2 separate regions of the Sus scrofa genome follow, and region 1 is linked to region 2. A link is a contact called in public Hi-C data. All regions are on one chromosome and are shown on one strand. The core of a region is the stretch at or near the end of the contact, and the rest is flanking DNA. Distances in the headings are between cores, read along the strand shown.

What was found. A called contact is a pair of places that touch in the nucleus more often than the background predicts.
Region 1: a contact with region 2 is called in a Hi-C map of alveolar macrophages, with 2.9 times the contacts expected there. A contact is called at or near these places in 2 of 5 promoter capture datasets (fetal liver and fetal skeletal muscle), 14 of 47 Hi-C or Micro-C datasets (alveolar macrophages, blood, embryonic fibroblasts and 7 more) and 2 of 2 datasets of targeted methods (alveolar macrophages and skeletal muscle).

The regions. Positions count from the first base shown.
Region 1 is chr4:34,337,496-34,342,458 of Sscrofa11.1, forward strand. No RefSeq gene overlaps it. Among named protein-coding and RNA genes, the nearest start is that of KLF10, 90 kb to the right of the region's middle.
Region 2 is chr4:34,265,166-34,270,583 of Sscrofa11.1, forward strand. No RefSeq gene overlaps it. Among named protein-coding and RNA genes, the nearest start is that of AZIN1, 41 kb to the left of the region's middle.

The DNA.
Region 1 (4,963 bases), core at 781-3,280, 70 kb after region 2:
TCCCGCGTTGCTGTGGCTGTGGTGTAGGCCGGCAGCTGTAGCTCCAATTTGACCCCTAGCCCAGGAAACTCCATATGCTGCAGGTGTGGCAATAAAAAGCAAAAAAAAAAAAAAAAAAAAAAAAAAAAAATCCTCTTAAATTGTATAAGAATGATGTCCCACAAAAGCTGAATCTGCCTTTGCATGAGGTGATATGTGAAGTGCTCAGCACAGGTCCTGGTATAAAGCAATTATTTAATAAGGTGTAACATGTGGCCGAGGCTGTGGTGTCGGCTGGCAGCTGCAGCTCCCATTCGACCCAAGCCTGGGAACCTCCCTATGCCAAGGGCATGGCCCTAAAAATGCAAAACAAAACAAACAAAAGAGTAACATGCAAAAAGACCTTCATGGGGGATGTGTCATTTGAGCTGTGTCTTTATGGACAAGTAGAGGTTCAGTAGGTTCCAGATACTAAGAACACAAGCAGGAGGTTCTGTTGTGGCTCAGTGGGTTAAGAACCCAACAGAGTATCCATGAGGATGTGGGTTTGATCCCGAGCCTTGCTCAATGAGTTAAGGATCCAGCGTGGCTGTGGCTGTGGCTGTGGTGTAGGACGGCAGCTAGAGGTCTGATTTGACCCCTAGCCTGGGAACTTCTTAGGCCGTGGGTGCGGCCCTGAAAAGAATAAAAGCAAAGAACGTGAGCGTCCCTAGATTTTGTAGGTATGTCTCCACGGGTCTCATTAGAGACTGCAGGGGATGCTCCTGATAGGGTAACAGGAACAACCATCTTCTGTGCACGTGGGATGTCCTGCTGTGGTATAAAAACAAATCTATTTGGTCTTTGTCCCTGGTTCCTGGCACAGAATTCCTAAAGCCCTCGTGGTTTCCCAAGCGAGAGGGGCGAGAGCAGTTCCTTACACAGAGATTCCTAAATCCCTTGGAGGTGCCTGGGCGCTAAGGGTGCCTTTGTTCTAACGTGACCACCCACAGGTCCTGGATAGGGCATGCTCACCTGAAAGATCAAGCATGAGTCAAAGCTTGGAACTTTTGGCCCCCGTACCTGTTATCTGGGAAGAGGGCAGAGGCTGGACATTGGGTTAACTGACCATGTCTGTGTGATAAAGTCTCCGAAACAAATCCCTAAAGCATGGGGTTTGGAGAGCTTCTGGGCTGGTGAAACACACGGAGGTGCCCTTCCTCTGTACCTGGCCCTCTGCTATGCTCAGACCTCTGCACCCGACTGTCCATCTGTATCCTGCATCACGTAATAACTGGGAAATGTCGATGTGTTTCCCTGAGCGCTGTGAGCCAGTAGGAGCAAGTTATCAAACCTGAGGGGGGTAGTGGAAGCCCCCACTTCACAGGCAGTTGGTCAGAAGTACAGGTGACAACGTGGGACCTGGAACTGGCATCCGAAGTGGGGGGCCAACCTTGTGGGCCTAAGGCCTCCACCTGTGGGGTCTGCACTAGTGCCTCGCACTTAGTGTCAGAATTGTGGACCCCCCAGGTGACAGCCTGACGGTTGGAGGACTGCCAGGTCGTTGGAAAATCCCCACACATTTGGTGTCAGAAGTGCTCTGTGACAGAAGAAATAGTCTGAGTAGAAGAAACATTGTTTTCTTCCTTTAAGCTGCTCTAAAAGCTGTGCCTGTGTTAATTTATTCATCTTCACAATAAAACACAAGGCAGAGAGACGCCCAGAGGTGCAGAGAGATTTGAGGATCTGCTCAGGTTCTCACAGCTGTTCAAGGGCACAGCTGGGACTCCAGCCCAGCAGCCTGGCTTCCCAGCACGAGCCCTCAGCCTCCACTGGGTCTGCCTCTTGTGTGCGACTCTTGGAAATTTCCTTTGCCGACAGCAGATCCTGGTTTTTCTCTGCACACCAGGATCAACTGTTCCCCTGTGGCCGCCACTTCCCCACGGCCCTAATTCATTCTCAACCCGCCTGCCAGAGGTGGGGAGGTTGGGGCTCCCCCACCCGTGTCCCCAGCAGCCCGCCTGGCGGATGGCAGGAAAGGAGGCAGACGTTGGCCACCACCCCCAGCCGGCAGCGCCTGCCACAGCCTGGGCTCACCGAGGGCGGGGGCGAGGCAATTACCCGGAAAACGCAGGCAAAACTCCCACGGAGCCGCAGGGAGTTCTTTTTTTTTTTTTTTTTTTCCTTAAAAAAAAAAAGCTCTGATGCGACAGTGTGGTGGCAGGAATCTTATCCAGCCTCATTTCCCAGCTCCCATAACAACCCCACCCCTGAGAACCTGCTGTTGGGCAGCTTGGGGCACAGTCTGCACCATGTAAAAATGAGAGTGAACCCCCCAGGGGCAGGTGTAATGCCGTGTGTGCAAAATGAAAGCAGCTGTCCCCCTGCGGTGTTTCTCCCTTCCCCTCTTAAATCTGCAAGACACCGGATTTCAGCCCTGCCAGAAAAACACCCGGGGTCACTGTCCAATCCCTGGACCCTACCAAGGTGATCATTGACTGAATAAGTCACCGTTGCCTTGCACACACTTTTGCATTTTACAAGATGCCACATTTTGGGACAAACACGGTTTCCCTTGTGTCTTAAACCCTCACCCTGCAGAGACCCAGCTGACCACAGAGTAGGGCGCAAAAAGAAACCAGGTGGAAATAACCAGAACTCCTTGTGCGCGGACAGCACCATACAACCTACAGCGTGTCATTATCCCATTAATCCATTTTGCAGACGAGACTCTGGGGGGTGAGGGGTGCATGTATGCTGAGAGAGCCATGACTTCTCAAGGTCACTGGGCTGATAAATGGCAGAGCTAAGACTGAAACTCAGAACTTCTTGTTTCCAGATCTGACTCCCTTCACGGAGTAATGCATGTGGAGACAGACCTAGTCCTGACCCTGTCAGCCCCTGGGGCGGGGTGGGGGGGAGGGGAGCAGAGCCTTGTGACATAGTTGTTAATTGCTAGGTTTGAGGGAGTTCCCTTTGTGGCTCAGCAGGTTATGAACCTGACTAGTATCCATGAGGATGAGGGTTTGATCCCTGGCCTCACTCAGTGGGTTAAGGATCTGGTGTTGCCAAGAGTGGCGGTGGAGGTTGAAGATGCAGCTGGAATCTGGAATTGCTGCAGCTGCAGCTGGAGTTTGACCCCTAGCCTGGGAACTTCCATAGGCTGCAGGTGCAGCCCTAAAAAAGCAAAAAACAAAAACCAACCAAACCAAAAAACAATTGCTAGGTCTGATGTGGTAATTTACTGTGGATTGGGGTTATTGCCTAGTACATTTTTAGACTGAAACTCTGGGTTACATGAGACCCAAAAGGCCTCTCGTGGAAAGACTGGAGACCCAGAAGGTGATGCCACACCCTACTAAGGCCCCCACCCAACAGCAATCCCAAATATGGTATTTCCAGACTGCATCTGGCCAGCACTTATGTTATGTTTGGCCGCAGAGTGTCTTTTAAAATGTGAATGTGGGGCTAACATTTAAAATTAGGAGAATTCACATAAGAACGGGTGTTTCTGGAAGTTCCCATTGTGGCTCAGTGGATTAAGAACCTGACTAGTATACATGAGGACTTGGGTTCAACCTCTGGCCTTGCTTGGTGGGTTAAGGATCTGGCATTAGGGAGTTCCCGTTGTGGCACAGCGGAAACGAACCCGACTAGGAACCATGAGGTCGCAAATTCGATCCCTGGGCTCGCTCAGTGGATTAAGCATCTGGCGTTGCTGTGAGCTGTGGTGTAGGTCTCAGATGTGGGTCAGATCCCGCGTTGCTGTGGCTGTGGTGTAGGCCAGCAGTTGCAGCTCCAATTTGATTCCTAGCCTGGGAACCTCCACATGTCATGTGTATGGGCTTAAAAAGACAAAAAAGAAAAAAAGGAAAAAAAAAAAAAAGAATTGGTGTTTCTGGCATCTCTTAGAATGTGAAGATTAGGAGTTCCTATTGTGGCTCAGCAGGTAATGAACCCAACCGGTATCCATGAGGACAAGTGTTCGATCAGGACTTGCTCAGTAGGTTAAGGATCCAGCGTTGCCATGAGCTGTAGTGTAGGTCATAGATGTGGCTCAGATCATGTGTTGCTGTGACTGTGGCATAGGCCAGCAGCTACAGCTCTGATTGACCCCTAACCTGGGAACTTCCATATGCTGCAGGTGCAGCCTTAAAAAAAAAATTCCCTTAATGGAATTTCCGTCATGGCTCAGTGGTTAACAAATCTGACTAGGAACCATGAGGTTGTGGGTTTGATCCCTGGCCTCGCTCAGTGGGTTAAGGATCCAGCATTGCTGTGAGCTGTGGTGTAGGTCGCAGATGTGGCTCTGATTCCGTGTTGCTGTGGCTCTGGCATAGGCTGGCAGCTACAGCTCCTATTAGACCCTTAGCCTGGGAACCTCCATATGCTGTAGATACGGTCCTAGAAAAGGCAAAAAGACAAAAAAAAAAAAAAAAATTACCTTAAAAATGTAAAGATTAGGCAGTATTAGGCTTGCTGTCCCATGAGCCAGGCAGTGCCACTGCCCCTAGAAGAGGGATGAGTTCTCTCAGGGCACTCCTGCTGCTCACCTCTGTGATGCCACCGGTCTGCACTCTGTAGGCACTAGGGATTATGACTCTTGCTATGGAACCGAAGCTCTTCACAGTTTGAAAGTCATGGATACAATTCAGGGGATCCAAGGACTTGGATAGGTAAAAACTACATCTTCATTTTCACTAACCCCTACTTATCATTGAGTTTTCCTTCCATTATGACTATAGGCAGAGACCACAGTAGTGATAGGATCTGTGACTTTATCACCAGAAGAAGTCACAGACAGTTTCATATCACATTAGAGTTTCATAGAGCTCTCCCAAAGTCATTTATGCTCACACCTCTCCAAAACCATAGTGTATTGCTTGCTAGATCTTATTCTTTAATGCATTCATTAAATGAGCACATATGATATTAGAGGCTTGGTTTTAAATATATATTTTGATAACTGTGTTTTAATATAATTGGTTTCATTTTTTTTTTAATG
Region 2 (5,418 bases), core at 2,901-5,400:
CCTCCCCCTCGCCCCGCCTTCCGCCCGCCTCCCGCCCAGCAGGGGCGGTGGCCGCCGTGCCGCGACCTCGCCCGCGCCTCGCCCCTTGGGCCCGGGCCGACTCGGGCCCGAAGGGCGGAGCCCTGGCTCCTCGCAGACCTACCCGCGTGGTGCAGGAGGGAGGAGGGAGCCCGGCGCCCGGCCTCGCCCGCCCGGGCCGCCTGCCCCCCGCCCGCCCCCGGCGCCGCCCTCCCTCTGCCCCCGCCCGCCCCCGGCGCCGCCCTCCCTCTGCCCCCGCCCTGCCGCAGGGTCGGCCGGGCAGCGGCTGACTCGTACTTTGGAGCCGGATGGGGAGACGTGACCGCCGAGACACGGGCTGCGCCGGGAACAGGCGCGGGGGCGGGAGGGGGAGGCCGAGTTTCTGGGCACCTGGCGGCCGGGCGGATGGGGAGGGCAGCCGCCGCCCCCTCCCCCCGCGCTGAGTTCCCAGGGGAGGGGAAGGGAAGTGGGCTCCTCCCCGCCACGGGGCCCCAGCCCTGGGCCTCGTGTGTGCGCGCGCCGGCTCTCCTTCCTCCGCTCCTCTGCCCCGCCGCGCCCGGGCAGAGTCTGGTTTAGAAGGGTGGCCACGTTACCATTCCTGTCCGCTGAAGGTGCTCAGGCCTCCCGGGACGGAGAAATTTATGCAGTAAGATGCAGCCGCAATTGAGTCCTGGCCTCTGTCCAAGCTCAGTTTTCTAATCTGTAAAATGGGAAAGAGAATACCTACCTCCCAGTAGGCCCGTAGGTTTTCACACCAGGAAGCTTGTGATGCTCCAAGGAGATGTGCCGGGGAGAATTCCAAAGGAGAGCAGAATTATCCCATTCCCAAATCCAAAAAAAGGGCCATCTTGGTATCTCTACTGCATTTCCTAAGCTGTTTAACAATCTCTTGCCCTCACTTTGGCCAGGAAAGACCACCAAACACTGATTACCCTTCATAGAGTTTCCTCTTCTGTAATGGGGATTAAAAGGGAGGAGAGTGCACAAGCATTTCAGGGGCCGTCTTACTCTTTGGGTTAAATGCCCCAACCCTAGGATTAAGTGTGGCTTTTCTGGAGCTCTGATTGTAAACAAAGCTTAAGATGAAATACCCTGGTCCTTTAGAGTCAAAAGGTGGGGAGGGGTCATCCTACTACATTTAAGATGCAGATTCCAAGCCCTTCTCTGCTACTTGCTACTGTGGCTACTTTACCAAGTATTGAATATCGCTCAGCCTCAGTTTTCTTAGCAGTCAAATGGGAACACAGCACTGCTTTGTGGTGATAGGGTCAGGTACCCAGGGCGAATCTCCGACTTTCGCAGACCCTCATGAGTCAGTGAGGCAGCATTGTGTTGTCATTTGTCAGGAAATTCTCCTTATAGCTCTAGATCCTCCCCAGGCTTCAGGCTGTATTTCTGCGGCTCAGTCCCGGGAGAGAACCACTGGTCAGCCCCTTGTTCATTGATGTCATCTTCCAAGCAGAGAGGCAACTGCCAAGCTCCTCAGCCTGCCTTTCCTCACCCCTGGCCTCAGATATGGTATCAGGGTCCTCCCCAGGGAAATGGGGGAGGACAAATGCTGAGAGAACTGAGGTCCAGACCTGGAGATTTCCCCTAAATTTGTGAAAGGAATTACTAGCAAATCAGGAAGAAGAAAATGCTATGGAAAACTACCCCTGTGCTGGGGGGATTTATCTCAAGGCCCTCACAAGAACCCGGGCAGGAATCATCACTGCCTTTTTGCCTGTAAGGAAGCAGAGGATCTGCTGCCCAGGTCCCCAGTCTGTCCTTAGCTGGGCCCTCCTCCACCCCAGAGGACTCGTGAGTGTCTCAGGAGAAGGTGCTACCTCCACCTTGGCCTCTTCCATGTGTGTGTTGGGAAATGGCCGCAACTGCTACTGACACCAGGTTCTCTTGCCAGTGAGTTTCCTGGTGGTTATCCCTGGCTTGAAAGGCCAAGTGGCTCTTGGGAAACACACAGAAGCCTCCCCCTCCCTTCCTGTTGGAAACTTTGGCCTCAGGCGTAGAGTGGATGCCTGGGAAACACATTTCAGCTCCAGCCTCAGAGAGTCCAACTGCTCCTGGAGCTCTGCCAAGGCCGCTCTCAGGGATTGTGGGAGTTGGGAAGTCTGAAGGCCAGGAGGCCCCGCTCCCATGTGGGCCTCATCTCTGGACACGCTTGCTGGTGACCATCTGCGTGAGTGGTTCTCATCCCTGGCTGCCCTTGGAAAGAAGGCCGATGCCTGGGCTCCACCGCAGACCAATGAAATCCCATTTCTGGGAGGGGGCCCATGCTCCAACACTTAGGTTTTCTGAAGCATCCCCGGCTAATTCCCATGTGCTGTCGCCGGGGATGAGAAACACGAAGGGAGATCAATACCAACAGACAGTCAAAGGACAGAATAGCCAAGTATTTAAAATCTGAGCAAAAGATTTAGATAGCAACGAATAGAAGCCACCCAGGGCAGGAAGACGCCCACAGCCCTGGCTGGGCAGGACTGTGGAATTCTTGGAAAGAATCTATCTATCCATCAGGGAACTGGCATGACTTGGTGCCTAGGAGCAGAGGGCAGAACCCTGTGGCTCCAGGTCCCTGTGGGTCACTATATCTGCTTCTGAGAGCCACATCTGTGCTACCTGGCCAGGCCCCTGATGTGCCTGTGCATTCCTCTAATGCAACTGCATTGCTTGCTATTCTGGGAACTCACCCTGCTCTTTCCTCCCTCTTGGGTTTTGGTTCCAGGCGTTTGTTTCCGTCTGAAACATCCTTTCCCCATCTGTTAAATCCTTGCTCTTCAAGGCCCCTGCCCTAATGCCAGCTCCACCAGGAAGCCTCTACCAGGGCCTCTGTAAGCACCTGTACCCCACTTCCCACTCTGTCACTGCTCAAACTGTGCCCAGGCTATCTCCCTGGCCAGATACAGGGAGGGCAAGGACAGTCAGACCCCTCTGTGCCCTTTCCTCCCCTTGCCTGTCAGAGCGGGTGGAGGACACCTTGCTTGGAGGAGCCACACATTTCCTGAATGCTACAGAATTTATCCCTGTTTCAGGACAGGGTGGACAGTCACAAAGACAAATCCTCTCTGCCCATGCCCCTTCCTGATAGCTCCCTAGCCCGTCTGCTCCATTTCCTGAGTGCCACGGGCCCTTGTGGTTAGCCGGCAGCGACAGGAAAGAGCTGGGGCCAGGCCTTGACCCGGCACGCGGTGTCCACGGCAGGGCAGCGGAGTAGCTTTCCCTGGGGAGGGAGGGTAGAAAGACGGAGGCGGGGGATGAGAATGTCGAGGCCCCAGATGCTGGTGTAGTCTTTTCCCACCGAGACCCGGCGTCTTTAGAAGGCGAGGTAGAACCCTGCGACCTCGGGCGCCTTGGAGGCCAGTGATGGTGCCACGGAACCGCCTTCTCCCGACACCGAAGCGTGTGCGACACGGGGAGGGGGAGCCCCGGGTGGGGGCCCGCGCAGCCCAGGGAGAACCGCGAAGGGGAGCGGGACCCGGTCGCGGCTCGCCGGCTGCGGTGACGTTGGGAGACTTGTTCCCCCCTTTGTCGCCCGCCACTAGCCCGCGCCGCAGGTGACTCTGGCAGCTGCCAGTCGTCTCCGTGCCGACACGGCGCCCCCGCCACAGCCTCCTTCTTGGGCTTTTCCGGCTCCGAGCGCCTCAAACGACCTCGGCGGCCGCCTGCCCGGGCCGCTCCCCGCCCCGCCCCCCGGGCCGCGCGGCAGGGCTTTCTGATGAGTCAGCGGGAGCCCGGGAGCCTCCAGCCGCCCCGGGCATCTGCTCCGGTGACGCACCGTGACTCACGGGCGCCCGGGCAGCCGCAGCCGCCGAGCGCGCAGCGCCGAGCTGAGGAGCCGAGAGCAGTCCCCCGCCGCGGCCGGGCGTCCCCCCGGGGCGGGCTCCACTCCACACCCCGGGCCCCGCACCCCGCACCCCGCACCCCGCGCCGGGCTCCTCCCGCGCCCCCAGCGCCGTCCTCCCCCAGCCCTCCCGCTCCCGCCCGCCCGCCTGCCTCCGGCACCTTCCTCCCCCCTCCCTCGCCTCTCCGCTCCCTTGGCCCAACTCCAAGCTGACATCAGACGCTGGCCGCCCGGCCACCCTCTGAGTCAACAGTTTCCGAAGCCGAGCCCGCTGCCAGGGGCGGGGAGAAAGCGCTGCCTCCGGGGGAGGCGGTGGGGAGCGGAGGCGGCTCGGCCCTGGCAGCCGCGGGAGGGCGGAGGTGGGTGGGGACGAGCAGACCTTTTACAAGAAGTCACGGGGTGGGGGGCTGGCTGTGGGGGGGAACAGGGAGGGTGAAAACCACCCAGCGGAGCCGCCGGGGCGGGGAGGAAACCTGCGCCAGGAGCCACGTGCTGGAGCCGGCGCTGGGTGGGTGGCTCGGGGAGCGGTGGGGGAGGGAGAGGCCCTTGCTGGGAAAGGCCCCAGGCCACGTTTCTGGGGGAGGAGAAGAACCGCGGGTGGACACCCTGGGCCCCAGGCCACCAGGGAACCTTCACCTCCGTCTGGATAATGCAGCCCAGATCTCTTTGATGGGAGCAGCTCTGGCCAAGCCCTGCCTGCTTGGGGTTGGACCTGAAGGAATGCACTGGCCTAACCTAATTGCCTTTTCGGACCTCGGTGGGACGGCGCTGGGGCTGGGACGGGAGGCTCTCCCACCTCACACCCTTCAAAGGGGATGTACGTCCAAGGGTCGAAGAATTGGAGAGCCTAAGTAAACCCAGGGTGGTTGGCTGTCCAGGGAAGGTGGGGGGAGTCGTAGGAAGAAGAAAGGAAGCATGCAAAAGAAGGAAGAAGCATTTAAGCACGTGATAAGGACATAACTGCAGTCCTTGGAAAGGTGGATTTCCTACTCCCTGGGAATTTAAGCCAAAATCCCCTCAGCAGAGAAAATGGATTAGCTGCAGGAAGGAATGAGACACGTTGAGGAGTCTGGGCTGCTTCCGAGTGGTAAGAGGCCAGAGGCTTTGGGTGCTGTGGTCTGCCACTGTCTGTTCAGCAACCCCCTTGAGAGGCTGCCTCCTGTGGTTCCAGGATGCTCAAGAAGGGCTAGAGACCCTTTAAGAAGCACCCACCTGCAGTGGCCTAAGTGGCACCTAGAAACTTCTGTAAACCCTTACGGTTTTTCCTGCCTAATCAATCAGGAAGGGAGAGGAGCCAGGAAGTCAAGGCGGCAAACCTCCACAGGTGCCTGGGTTTCCTCCCCTGCCCTCCATCTCACCTCACTCCCCCCACCCATGGACCCCCCCCCATGACCCCCTCTCCCCGCCCCCTGCAACCAGGAGCAAACACAACTGCCACTGGTGGGCCCCCTGCTGGAATTTATTCTCAGTCTCTTTTCCAGCTTTGCCATGCTGTTCTTTCAAAGCCACAGCTCAACAAGTGATGCCAGCCCAGGGAGGGGGTGTCGTCTGTGTCTCCTCTT